Regions from separate parts of the Capra hircus genome. Here region 1 is linked to region 2. A link is a contact called in public Hi-C data. All regions are on one chromosome and are shown on one strand. The core of a region is the stretch at or near the end of the contact, and the rest is flanking DNA. Distances in the headings are between cores, read along the strand shown. Region 1 overlaps NRXN2 (neurexin-2-beta). Region 2 holds the start of SLC22A11 (solute carrier family 22 member 11).

Evidence for each region. Hi-C and Micro-C count contacts between places; a contact is called where the count stands out from the background.
Region 1: a Hi-C map of blood shows a contact between it and region 2, with 5 times the contacts expected there. The contact joins the enhancer-like site here to the promoter of SLC22A11 in region 2. A contact is called at or near these places in 3 of 5 Hi-C or Micro-C datasets (blood and liver).

Annotation. Positions count from the first base shown.
Region 1 is chr29:43,321,495-43,328,277 of ARS1.2, forward strand. NRXN2 (neurexin-2-beta) reads right to left here. Exons shown (of 21, transcript XM_018043415.1): 12 at 3,747-3,866; 13 at 3,052-3,433; 14 at 2,238-2,428; 15 at 182-355. Among named protein-coding and RNA genes, the nearest start is that of SLC22A12, 58 kb to the left of the region's middle. Within about 2 kb of position 5,212, at least 2 of the 5 cell types and tissues checked have an H3K27ac peak or open chromatin away from gene starts, as enhancers often do.
Region 2 is chr29:43,215,433-43,222,159 of ARS1.2, forward strand. It overlaps SLC22A11 (solute carrier family 22 member 11), which reads left to right and starts at 5,466. Exons shown (of 11, transcript XM_005699974.2): 1 at 5,466-5,858. The coding sequence starts at 5,466.

The DNA of each region.
Region 1 (6,783 bases), core at 3,962-6,461, 110 kb after region 2:
TGGTCTTGGCCTGGAACTGTGATAAGTGGTCAGGGCGGGAGGCAGCAGGGAGGGCAAGTGACCTCTGACTCTCCCCATACTCTGTCCCAGAGCAGCGGCAGCAGGCTCCATCGAGACCACCGGGCCCCCCAGTCTGCCTGCACCCCGCAGGGTCACACCTAACTCCTGCACCCACACTCACCGTCACAGCCCCTCTCCACCTGCCCGATGCGGTGCAGGGCGTCAGCGATGAGGTCAGGGAGGCGCCCGTTGAGGTCCACCGAGGCCAGGCAGCCCTGAAAGCCATCCCGAGAGGCCACTAGCTTGGGCAGATTGTTGAACATGTTCTTGCTCAGACCGCCAATGTACAGCTCCCCTGTAAAGGGAGTGGGGTCAGAGCTCGGATCTGGTCCCCAGATACCCAGGTCCCTCCCAGGACATCAGCCTCCAGTGTCAGGTCCCGCAGCCCCACACGGTCTCATCCGGACTCCAGCTTCCTCTCCGAGGGGCAGATGCCCACCCCCACCCTTCCTTCTTCCTTCTCCACTTCGCCATCTGTCTGCTCCCCTCCCAGAGACACCCAGATGCCCGGGGAGGGAAGAGGGAAGCAGCTGGAGGAACCTGCTCCGTGCTCTCTCCCACACATCTGATGCCAGTTCCGGCCCGTAATCAGGGCCTTTCATAGCTGTGCAGCCCGGTCCCTTCCACCCTCGCTCCCTCCCTTCCGAAGTCTCCCATCCCCAGAACTCCTCCAGGCCTCTGCCAGCCTCTCCCAACTCTGGGTTCTCTGCTGGGGGTTCTAAGCCCGGCACCTTCCAACAGATAGGGTTTAGACTGGGGATTCTGGGTGACACTGGCAAGAAGTCTTCCTCAGGGACACTGGTCCTCCACATCACTGCCTGGCCGAAGGGACCTCAACTCCCTGGAAGTCCTGGCTGGCCCGTGGCAGAGCTCTAGCAAGACATGATGGGTCAACCCTGCTGCCCCTGCTGGGAACTCTGTGCAAACCAAGACCAGGTCAGACCACCCCTGGGTTTGCTGCCACTGCGAATTACTTGAGACACATCGCCCCCTTCTGGCAGCAGGGAGAACTGGCAGCACTATGCCATCCATTCTAGGGGCTTCCTCCATGGCTCAGAGGTAAAGAATCTGCCTGCCACACAGGAGACCCACAAGATGCAGGTTCGATCCCTGGATGGGGAAGATCCCCTGGAGGAGGAAATGGCAACCCACTCGAGTATTCTTGTCTGGAAAACCCCATGGACAGAGGAGCCTGGAGGGCTACAGTCCAAAGGGTTGCCAAGAGTTGTACCCAACTGAATGTCTGAGCACCGGCGCAGGATCTGACCAAGCTTCTGGTTCCAACTCCATGGCCCGCCCACTCTGTGACCTCAGGCAATCACATAGCTTCTTGGAGCTTCCATTGCTGCCTCCTCAAGAGGAGGGTGGATTCCAGAGTCTCTAGGAACCCTCCCCACGCTCGGACAGTCTGAGTCACAGTGACACCAGGGATCCCTAAGGGAAACTGGGGGCTGCTCTGGGCATGTGAGGGTGGCTCGCATTGCCCCAGTGGGCTCTGGAGAAGCCACAGGCCTCATCCTCATTCCTGTTGTTCCACCTCCCTGGATCTCTAAACTCCCCCTCCTCTTCTCTCCTCTCTGACGCACCACTGTTCTAGGGGTAGGCAGTGATGGCCCCACTAACTACTAAAGAAGCCCTGGGGAATGGAGGGCCCTCATATGATGCTGAGCCCACCAGGGAGGCCTAGGTCCAAACCAGTGCCCAGACTAGTCCCGCCAGTGCCCAAGGAACACGACCAGGGCAGCACGAGGGGACCTGGAGACTGTTCCTCCTTCCTCCCCTCATCACAGCCCCCCTCCCAGCCCAGCAGGGACACTGCTCTCCCTCCGGCCCCCAGCATGGCAGACTTCTCAACCCTGGAGGGTCAAGAAGTCTTCAGAAGGCCTGGCTGCCTTCTCCTAGCTCTAGGGTGAGGCCACCAAACTCCCCATGAGATACACCCTGCAGGCAGGCTTTCAGTGTTGAGAGGGCAGCCTCGCAGGGGAGCTGAGCAGAACTTTGACAGGAAGATGTCAGGCTAGATACACCGGAAAATGGGGAAGAGCGAGGGAAACTGTGGGCAGGGCCGGGACAGAGTCACGCAAGGGGAAGAGCATCCCAGGCCGGAGGCGGTCTTGCTGGGGCCAAGGGGGCGTCTGGGCTAGGGCCAGGCCTCCTCCAGAGGCCCCAGGCCCCACCTTTGAGATCGAGGTTTCGGGCGCCATTGGAGTGCTGCGTGACAGTGCGGGAGTCAATCTTGAGCGTGTGCACGTTGCCCGGGTCCCTGGACACCACCACGTTGTGCCACTGGTTGTCATTGACTGGTTTGTCTGAGTTCCCCTTCATCAAGGACGGGCCATTCCCCAGGTCAAACACGTAGTGGATGTACCTGCCCCACAGTAGGGAGGAGACACTGGGTCAAGGTGGGGGCTGGGAAGGCAGGTAAGGAGGAGCTACAGCTGCAGGGTGGGGGTGGGGCTGGAAGCTGCAGGAGGGAGGGGTGGAGAGGGAGACCTCATAGTGGAAGAACCCAGACCAACAGAGGACTCAGGTGTGAGGGCCCATCGTGGGGGGTGTGGGGAGAGAGGCTGCAGAGGACCTGGCTCCTGGGACAGGCTCCGAAGAGAAGCTCGTGGAGGGACAGCTTTGAGGGGGCAGTAGGGTCCCTGGGCAGGGACAAAGCTGCTCTAGGGTGGGGGCCTCTTAGGCCAGAGAGGTCACAGGGACCCAGCCTGCCTTCTGTCTGTAGTAGGGCCGGATGGCCAGGGCCAGGACAGTGAATGGAGCACAGATATGACTGAGAAACCCCTGGCAAGGAAGTAACTGGGGGGTGACCAGGGTGGAAGAGAGGGTGCTGCTTCTCCATGTTGGCTGGTGGCGGGGGGACCTGAATCTTGACCTGTGGTCTGTGGGGACTGGACATCTCAGCCAGTGGCTGAGGGAGCTGCCTCTTGGTCATGGCGGGGACAGGGGACCACGTCCTTGACAGCGGTGCAGAGCCCAGCACCTCACCCCTTGACCAGCTCGATGACGATGAAGTCATTGCCATTGCCTGAGTTGAACAGGAGGAGCCCGTCGGGGGCTGTGGTCTTAAACTGGAAGAAGAGGTGCATGGAGGCATAAGCTTGGAGCGTGGCAAGCGCCAGGTAGCTGCTGCGACTCTTGAAGGTGACGGGATCGGCCACAATGGCACGCAGGCCAAAGCGAGCATTGAGCTCACAGTAGGTGATGTCCCCATCCTTGCACTGGTCCATGTATGGCTGGCCGTTGAACACCAGCCCGCTCAGGTGCCCGATGAAGTTGGAGGGCACCACGGAGATGAAGCGCCGCTCCGTCATGATGCCCGTCTCAATGTTGTGGAACTCTAGCCGCGTGTGGGCCCCTGCCATCTGTCCTGCTCAGCACAGGAGACAGAGATGGGGTCATGGCTTTGGGGCCCAGACTGTAGGGTCACTTCTGGGGCTGGGTCTTGGGTCCCCAGGAGCCTCCCCTTCACTCAAGGGCCACAAGGGAAGGACATCAGCAAAGCCCCCACAGGCGCTGGCAGCACACCCAGCTCCTGGGTCTGGGGGAGCTGTGGGACTCTGGGCCAACAGGCTGGCAGGGCAATGCTGCCTCTGGGGTCCAGGAGCCCATGACATGCCACCCCTAAGGGAGAAATGGCACCCAGGCAGGGGTCACCAAGAACAGGGCTGCAGACTACCTACCCTCCACGGTCACGTTGTCCACTGACAGCTGCAGGCTCTTGCCCCGTCGCACCACCCTCACTGTGTGCCACTCATTGTCATTGAGCTTGTGCCCCGCAAAGAGCGTCTCAGGGCCTTTACCTGCGGCACCGAGGGGGGAGTCAGCCTGGCACCTCCTCCTGCCCTCATGTGGCTGCTTCAAGTACCACCCTGGGCACACAGCCTCACCCCTGTACACACCCACGCATGCAGGTACACCACACACACACACACACACACACACACACAGCCTTTGCACACACCCAGTCATAAATACAGACACACTCAGTATCACCATACTTGGTGCAACTTCCCATTGGAAAAGAACAGGGTGAGTGAATAGTGGGTGCCTTCGGAGTTGTGCCCTAAGGCCCTGCACCTGGACACTCACACCGACAACCAGCATACTCAGCCCGCCTCACCTCACGACCTTCCGTGTCAGTGTGTGTAGCCAGCAGCTGAATCCCCAGCCTATAGACATAGGCCTCAAGCTTTCACGAGTCTCACCACGCACCCAAATGTGCATGCGCACCCACAGCCTCACGGCTGTCCATGAGCACTCCACACACACACACACACACACACACACACACACACACACACCCACCCCTCCCCCATCTAGAGCAGCAGTCCTCAACATTTGGGCACCAGGGACCAGCTTCGTGGAAGGCAATTTCTCCCCGGACCAGGACGGGTGGAGGATGAGTTGGGGATGATTCAAGTGCACTACATTAATTGCGCACTTCATTTCTAAGCTAAGGCCATCATGGATCTGACAGGAGGCACCGGCCCATGGCACAGAGGTTGGGGATCCCTGATCTGGAGGGACCCAGTGTGACTTTTCTGCACATGCCTGGTTAATTCCACACAGGGACATACACATCACATACACAGCATGGCCAGCGTGGCCAGAGAGCGCAATGTCTTTTTTAGGAATTACGGCCATTTATTCAAGACCTGGATGAACCGCTTCCAAGACTAAAAACGTTTAGCTTTAGAACGGTGCTGCAGGCCATTTGCGGCACCCCTCAAGATTCCTCCTGGGCCCCCCACCCCAGTGCTCTCACCAGCGGGGCAGGGCTCACCACGCATGCGCACACCTGTCCAAATACACACAGAGCGGAACTAAGTACACTCTTTCTGCCTGTGGCTGCCGCGTCCCTGGGCTCTCTTACGTGACCTCAGGGCACACCAGGCAGAAACACACTCAGAGATGAGGATTGAATCCAGGCACACTGGGAGCTCAGAAATGTCCACACCCGCTCTCACCCCTGCTGAGAGCCTCACTGTCACCTCCGAGAGCGCCCCCGTTTGGCAGAATCTCACCCCCGACCCCCGCACCCCAAACGAGGGCTGTGGCGGGCTGAACTTCCGGGCTCACCGCCCACTCACCTCCAGCCCTCGGCTTCTCTCCCGCGTGCCTCGACCTCCCCCTTGTGGCCGCCTCGAGATACAGCGGGATAGCCCAGCCCCTCTTCGGCTCCTTCCTGCCCTCCTGCGGGAGGTGCCATCCCAAGCCTTTGCCCTACCCTCCAGAGCGTTTGAGGAGACGAAGTTTCTGGCCCTTCCTATCCTAGTCTCAGTGAGCATACAGACCCCAGACCTCCACCGACTCCCCCTGCTTCAGCTTCGTTTGGCTCGTTCTGCCCTCCACAAGCACACCCCACACACGCACCCACTGCCCAAGTCCCGCACAAGCAGGCTATGACACCGTCTCCTCCCCTCCCCCTGCACCCCTCCCCAACCCCAATGTCCAGAATCCCAGGCCCCAGGGGCTCTGCAGAAGAAGAGGGAAGCCACTTACTGGGTGCGCAGCCGACGCGCAGGCAGTCTGGGGGGGCCATGGGGCGGGCAGGGAGGGGAGACAAAAAGGCAGAACAAGTTTTTTTTTTTTTTACATCCTTCACAGGGAGGGGTGTCTGCAGGCAGGGGTTTCCCCCAGGGCCACTTTCCGGGGACCACGCGTGCTCAGGTGCCTTCCTCAGTCGGCCCCCTCCCCCTCCTTCCCCCAAACGGGAGGCAGGGCAACCGGGTGATGGGAAGAAGGCTGACATCTCCCTTCTTGGAGAAGCCCGGGCCTCTCATGTCTGAGGGAGATGGGCACCTTGGGAATCCCAGTCGCACAGGGGATCACTGGGGGGCTGAGGGCTTGACCAACCCCACATCTCCCCATCTCTGAGAGGGAGACAGGCGAGGAGGGCCAGAGCCCCTGCTCCCCTGCTCTGGGACAACTCCCTGCTCAGAGCCCAGGCTGTCACACATCATCTCCGTGTCCCCTGGGCTCTGAGCTAAATGGAGGGGTCTGCCCCAGGGTTCCCTTCCCGCAGCCATACACTTCCCACAGCCCCAGGGGGCTAGCACCACCCCTACAGGAACCTTCTTGCTACCCTTCCTAACCTGGAGGGTACCAGGCTGTCCCTGGGAACCAGGGTGCTCTTCACCCTGAACAGGAACTAGCATTATTCCCTTTTTCTAGGCAAGGGCCAGAGGTGCACACATGAGGACACTGAGGCCCCGTATGACTTCTGAGGTCTTCGGGGACAAGCAGGCACCCTCGGCAAAGCCTCCTGCCCCTCCCAGCCCCAGCACTGTTGGCCTCCAAGTCCAGCCTGAAGGCCCCGGGTACTCAGAAAGCACACTTGTCTACACCGACCTGCAGCCCGGAGCCCTGGGGCCTCTGGCCATGCCCCTGGTGGGAGCATTACCCACAAGATGTGAGTCCACCAGCCTCACGAGGACACAGAGCACTAGAGTCCTGTGACAGGGTCTTTGGATGCCTGTCCTGCTCCATCAGACCCAGACAGTAGAAGGCAGAAGCAGGCAGAAATGCTGCGTCCTAAACCGTCAAGTGACTGTGGGCAATTCTCTTCTCTCCCAGCCCCACCTTCCCTCCCTGTGAGCTGAGGGGCTTGAACAAACCACCCTGACCTGGAAACAAGCACGAAGTGCCCAATGGGCCAGCCCTACCTCTCAGGGAGGGGCACTTTCCAGGCCTCTCTTAGCAGCAGTGTATCCTGCC
Region 2 (6,727 bases), core at 4,216-6,715:
GGGAGACCTAGACTCGATCCCTAGGTTGGGAAGATCCCCTGGAGAAGGGAACGGTTACCCACTCCAGAATTCTGGCCCGGAGAACTCCATGGACTGTGTAGTCCATGGGGTCACAAAGAGTCAGACACGACTGAGTGGCTTTCACTTTCAGCGCCGTGTGTTAGGAAGCTGGAGGCAGTGTACATGAGGGTGTCCCTGGAGGGCAGTGGGGCTGCCTCCCAAAGCCACCAGCTTACTGACAGCAATTTCATAATCCCACTGCGAGAATGTTATTCTACAGATACAGTAGCATTCAAAAGACGTCATTTCAACATTTTCTGTGATATCAAAATACTAGTTGAAATCCAGCTGTCCATCTACAGGAAACCAGTTAGATTATGGAAATCCATGCAATAGAATACTATGCAACTGTGAAAATGAGGCAGGATATTCTCAGATGCATAAGGGATACCGTGGTGGGGATAGAAACACAAAGTACAGAATTACCTTCTGCGAAAAGGGAACAGAATAAGAATGCACAGTTGCCCTTGCTTATGTTTTAGGAAGAAAATCTGAAAGGATGCATAGGAAACTAAAAAAGGCTGCTGGAGGGTGGGGGGTGGCAAGTGGGAACTCTGTGGAAGGAGGGAGATGGGAGAGAGAGCCTTTTCATTGTATATCTTTTTTACATTTTCTATTTTGAACTATGTGAATGTCAAACAGGGAGGGAAGGAAGCATGGCACAGCCTTTTAAAGAATGACATAGCGGACGGGGACAAAAACTTGTTAGAACCAACAGATCCAAGATGCTGGGAGATTTGACTTCCTCTGGACTTTGAGCCTTATTATGCACTGCAGTACTCTTGCCTGGAAAATCCCATGGACGGAAGAGCCTGGTAGGCTACAGTCCACGGGGTTGCAAAGAGTCGGACACGACTGAGCGACTTCACTCTCTTCACTCACTTCATACTTTTTCACTGGAGAAAGAAACGGTAACCCACTCCAGTATTCTTGCCTGGAGACTCCCATGGACAGAGGGCCTGGCAGGCCATGGTCCACGGGGTCACAGGGAGTCGGACACGACTGAAGTGACTGAGCCCGCGTGCACTCATTGTGATGTATTAGTATATGCTGAATGGCAGACCTGCAGGTGCCATGACGGATCCGAGGCTAACCACGAAAGGTCCAAAGGTGGGCAGTGGCCCAGATTCCTGGAAGTCTCTGCCCCTTCCCCAAAATAGTTGGAGAAATTCTCCTGCTCATCAGCCTATGAAATTACCCAGCCAATTAAAACCAAGCAGCTTATATTTGGGGCCTCTCTCCTTCTGATATGGCTCACAGTGTGCAGTGCGTTTCTCCCATAGCTGCTGTGGCTCTCCAAGATGACCCCTGCCCTGGGGCCACTCTTGCCTTTGGAGATGGATCACATTCTGTCTATGGAATGTGTATCTCGCTAAATAAATCCAGCGGCTTATCTATCACTTTTTCTCTTGGCCAGTTGTTTCTGCGATGAGCTTCATTAAGTCCTGACACCAGGGGTTCAATCTCAATAAAAGACAGTGGGTTCAAGTCCCAGTCTGAGTCTTGGCAGAGTCTGAGTCCTGACCCATGGGTTCAAGTCCCAATTGGAGTTGTGACATTTCAGCTTGACTATTCAACAGTTTTAAATTTTGATGCATATATTTGAAGATGCTCTAAAAATTTTTTTTCTGGAAGAATATACATTGTTGGTGGCTGACTTTCCACTTCCTGGGCTCATGAGGGTGGTGGGGGGAAATGGACTTTTATCATTTTATGAAATTCTGGGCCATTGGGTCGTTTGCTGTGTACACATACAACTTCCCAAAGACAGCTAATTATTAATGTTGATGTATTTGTGAAAACATAGACAAAAGCATTTGAGTGAGTTCCTTGGGGGTGTGGGGGTCAGAATGCCAGAGAAAGGGCTTTCATTCTGTTCCCCCTTTTGTCTGTGACAAGGCCCTACCTCTGTCCTGCTGTGTGAGCCCAGGAGAGACCCTCACCTCCCTGCCCCGGGTTCTTCTAGGAGAGCAGGGAGGGGGCCAAATCCAGGGTGCTCAGCTGGATCTGAATGCTGTGATTTCAACTGGAAAAGAAGCAAAAGAAGAAGAGATCAGAGCAAGGGAAGAAGAAGCGTGGTGCTGGTGATGATGGTGGTGGCTAATACCCACCATCAGGACACTCACAAGCTAGTCTAATCTTACTAGAAGCAGAAGGCCTCCACCTTAGAGATCTGGAGAACCTGGAGCTCAGGGAGGGGAAGTGGGTTGTCTAAGGTCATTTGGCAGCCAGGTTTGGCCTTGGCTTCAATTGATGGAGCTCTTGGCTAGAAAAGTCAACCCTAAGGGCAATTCTGGTTCTATGAGACCCAGGGGTTCACTTTACATGGATTAATTTAATGAGACGTTCTGGAGGGCGTGGCGGCTACAGTCTGAGGCTGCTTGCGTCCCCCCCCAAAGCCACGCTCTTCTTCGCTCTTCGCACCTGGTCTCCTGGGGGATGGACACCTAAGTGAGAATGAGGGTGAAGCTGGGAATGCCGCAGTCCCGGGTGTGACCACCAGGTGGCGCCGCTGCCGCACCCAGCCCTGCCCCCAGCAGCCCCAGAAAAACAGAAAAAAAACAAATTAAAAATTCCTTGGCCTGGAAGCGGAAAGTCAGTTGGAGATTCCGGGAGCCTTCTGGCAAATCCAGGAGGTTTGACCTTCTGTTGTAAGCAAAGCCTAGGGGCGTCCATGACAGGCAAAGGGCAGGGAGGAAGAGAACATTTTTTAAACCATATGGAAGGAGAAGGTAGAAGGAGAAAAGAATTCTCTCCGGAACCCTGGGATTTCAGCAGCCACCTCTGCTCAGCCACTGTCCAAGGGAGCCTGGGTCCGAGTGCAGCGGAATCACCTGGGGGCTTTTTTGTTTTGTTTTGTTTTGTTTTGTTTTGTTTTTTGAAAGAAGGCTAGAGTGGCTATATATTTTTTAATTAGTTACTTTATTATTTTTGGCTGCACTGGGTCTTTGCAAGCGGGCTTTCTCTAGCTGTGGGGAGCAAGGGATGATCGCTGGTTGTGGCTCCTGGGCTTCCCATTGCGGTGGCTTCTGCTGCTGCAGAGCTTGGGCTGTAGGGAGTGGGCGTCAGTGTTTGTGGTGCACAAGCTTAGTTGCTTCCCAGCTTCCAGACCACGGATGGAACCTCTGTCACCTGCAGAGGGCCGCCAGGGAAGCCCCTGGGGGCGTGCTTTTAAATGCAGATCCCTGGGCTCACTGGGGATCTGCATTTTCACCAGCACCCCTGTGGTCTCTGATCCCTGCTAAGGTTGGAAGTACCGACAGGGCAACACTTCCTTTTCCAGGTCAGAAAATGGGGGTCCAGAGAGGGGAGGTCGCTGCTCAAGGTCACAGCCTTCCCTTGTGAGGATGGTGTTTGCACAAACCCAAGCATGAAGCACAGTTCTTTCATGCAAAATTCAGATTCAGTTCGGGGCTGTTCTAGAGGGGGCTGGTCCCAATCAGCCCCTCTCTCCTGGCCTCCTTGGGCTTTAGTTTGAGCTGCCTATCTCCCCACATCTCTGCACTTGCTATTTTAAAATTCATAATGAGTCCCTACCAGAGAGGCAGCGGCCCAGACTTTGAAATCCAGGCCCAGAGCCCTGACTCCCAGCGTGCTGGCTGGGCGCCATCTTGGCTGAGTTCCCCAAGCCCTCTGGGGAGCTTCTGGGAAGTTTAGGGTCCAGACGCCCACCCACACCTCACCCACCCATACTTCCAGCAAGCTTCAGACTTCTCTCCAGAACTGACTCAGCCAATTCTTCTCGCATCCTGGGAGTGACTGGCCCTGATTCTGACCCAAATTCTGAATTCCAGCCTTTAGCTAGCACTTGGTCCATGACAGGATAGAGGCCAACTAGCAGCTGGTCAGGGGCATCAGAGAGTGTGGGTTGCGGTGTCTGGTTCGAATCCTGGCTATGCTGTGTGACCCTTGGGCAAGCTGCCTGCCCTCTCAGCCTTGGTTTCCTTGTCTGGGGGAGTCAGCACTGCTTCTCTCCTGGGCTGCTATGAGGCATGAGTGAGAGCCTGCAGGCAGCGTGGTCAGCATAGAGCTGAGCACACAGCGAGCCCTAGGTGCCAGGAGCAGCTGTTACTAGGAGGCACAGCACAGGGCGGGGTGCTGGGGTGCGGCCTCCCCATCTCCTCACACCCAGGCTGCCATCAGACACTGGGTCGGGCAGGCTTGACTTTACTCACTTCCCCAGTCTGCACACCTGCTCAGCTCCAAGGCCCACGAGGGCTTTCTCAGGGATGCCAGGAAATGGTAGCCATGGTTTCCACCCTGGGGGAGCTTACAATCTAATAAAGGCAACCTGGAACCTCGAAATAGAAACTTCCTGAAATAGTGCGTCTGCGAGCTGGTCTCCCAGGCAGTCTGGTAGGAGATGCGTGGTAGGGAGGGAAACAGCCCAGGCCTGGGTCCTCTGCACACCCACCCCCCCACCTCCCCCAGCCTCCCTGCAACCTCAGGGCGTTGGACCCCAGCTGGTGGGGCAGCGGGCAGGTGCTGCTCAATCCGTACTCTGTGCTTTAGCAAAATGAACTGAAATGGCCCAGGATGGGTGAAAGTTGGGCCAACAGTCTCCCGATTCAAAGGGACACATGCAAAGAGTTCTGAAAGTTCAGACTGAAGCATGCTGGGGACTTTCCCAGCGGTACAGTGCTTAGGAATCTGCCTGCCAATATCGGGGACAAAGGTTCAGTCCCTGGCCTGGGATCCATTAAGACTGTGCGTGGCGGCAACTGAAGCCGTCAGCCCGAGAGCCCACCTGTGTGCCACAACGCGAAGCCCACGCACCTGGAGCCCGTGCTCCACAGCAGGGAGCAGCCCCCACAACGCGAAGCCCACGCACCGCAGGGGAGAGGAGCCCCCACTCGCTGCAGCTAGAGAAAGCCTGCACAACGCAACGGAGATCCAGAGCAAGTGAAAAAGAAGTTAGATTGGAGGATGCCATCACACGGCCCGCAGGGAGACGCTGAAGCCTTCCTGAGAGGCCGAGCCCACCTTTCTCCCCTGGAATTCCTCTCTGGGATTTAACTTTAACCCGAGCAATGAAGCCACAGCCTGGGTGATGTTTGTCCCACAGCTGTAATTCAGTCACATCGCAGCACTGACTTTTTTGTTAATTTTCTTGACCTTCCACTCTCAGGTGCTGGATGCCCCTGTGAGTTTTGTCCCCACTCCAGACCAGAGGGGCATCCAAGCAGTCATTCTTAGAAATAGGGGGAGGAGGAGGGGTTTCTTCAAAGTCTCTCGGGCATCTTAGGACAGACTGGACCTGCTGGCCCGCCCCTGTGGGGCGGAGCGGCGAGCGGAGGTAGAAGGTCCGGCGATCCTGCGCCTGCCCGTGGTTCTGGGCAGCAGGCCAGGTGCTCACCAGCTCCCCGATGCCCAGGAGACCCACTCTGGGGGCCGCAGCTCTGTCCATGGCGTTCACTGAGCTCTTGGAGCAGGCGGGGGGCGTGGGGCTCTTCCAGGCCCTCCAGATCCTCACCTTCTTCCTCTTCTTGGTCTGGGTTCCCTTCCAGTTAGTCGTGGAGAATGTTTCAGCCGCCATCCCAGGCCACCCCTGCTGGGCTCACCTGCTGGACAATGGCTCCGGGGCCCCCGCCAACCTCAGCCCCAAGGCCCTCCTGCCCGTCTCCATCCCACCGGGCCCCAACCGTGGGCCCCACCGGTGTCTCTGCTTCCGCCACCCACAGTGGCAGCTCCTGGACCCCAACGCCACGGCCACCAACTGGAGCGAGGCCGACACGGAGCTGTGCATGGACGGCTGGGCCTACGACCACAGCACCTTCACCTCCACCATCGTGACTGAGGTGAGGGTCCCCCCACCACCACGCCCACCATTTCTTCCCCCTTCCCAGCCTCCCAACGACTGTGAGGTTTAGAACACCTCCATCAGCGCTATTAAATGATGTGCGCTCCCTCAACATTAATTACTGATGGCTTGGGATGGCCAGAATTCCCATGTGGGGCTAGGGTTACAGGTAGCTTCGGGGAGCTTACATTCTGCAGGAGAATCCAGAACCAGTCAGCCTTCAAGCCAGGAATAAGAATGGAGTCCACACCTTGTGCCCTTAAAGCAGCAGCCACCGCTCTGATGCTTTCCTTGTCGTCACTATTTCACAGCAATCTCTTGAGGTGGGTCTTATGATTGACCCCGTTTAATAACTGACAAAACAAAAGCCCACAGAGGTTAAGTAACTTGCCCCAGGACACACAGCTGAAGTGTACTCTAATTCAACCCAGGGATCCAGGTGCCGGAACATCTCCCTCACTTTCTGTCCTGCCTTGAGGCTCAAGGCCCCTGCGTCATCAGTGAGCACAAGGGAGAAAGCAGCTTCCGCAAGTAGGGAAAGGAGAGCAGGCAGGGAAGAGGCGACATTTCAGATGACACTTGGATTATAAGCAGAGGAATCAGTCACATGCAGGCTGGGGCAGAGCCGGGTCGGGACAGAGGTGGGAGCGTGTCTGGGTGTTGAGAGAGCAGCACTTGGCACAGAGGGTTAGGGGTCGGGAGATGGACGGGCACGTGTGGAAGGAGCCTGGCTTTTCCTTAAGTGCAAAGAAAAGTCCCCAGAGGCTTTGGAACAAGGCAGCGCTGTGACCTGATCTGCATTTTCAAGAGATGACTTTGCAGGGTGGACAATGCCCTGCAGCGTGTGTGTGTGTTTGGGGGTGGGGG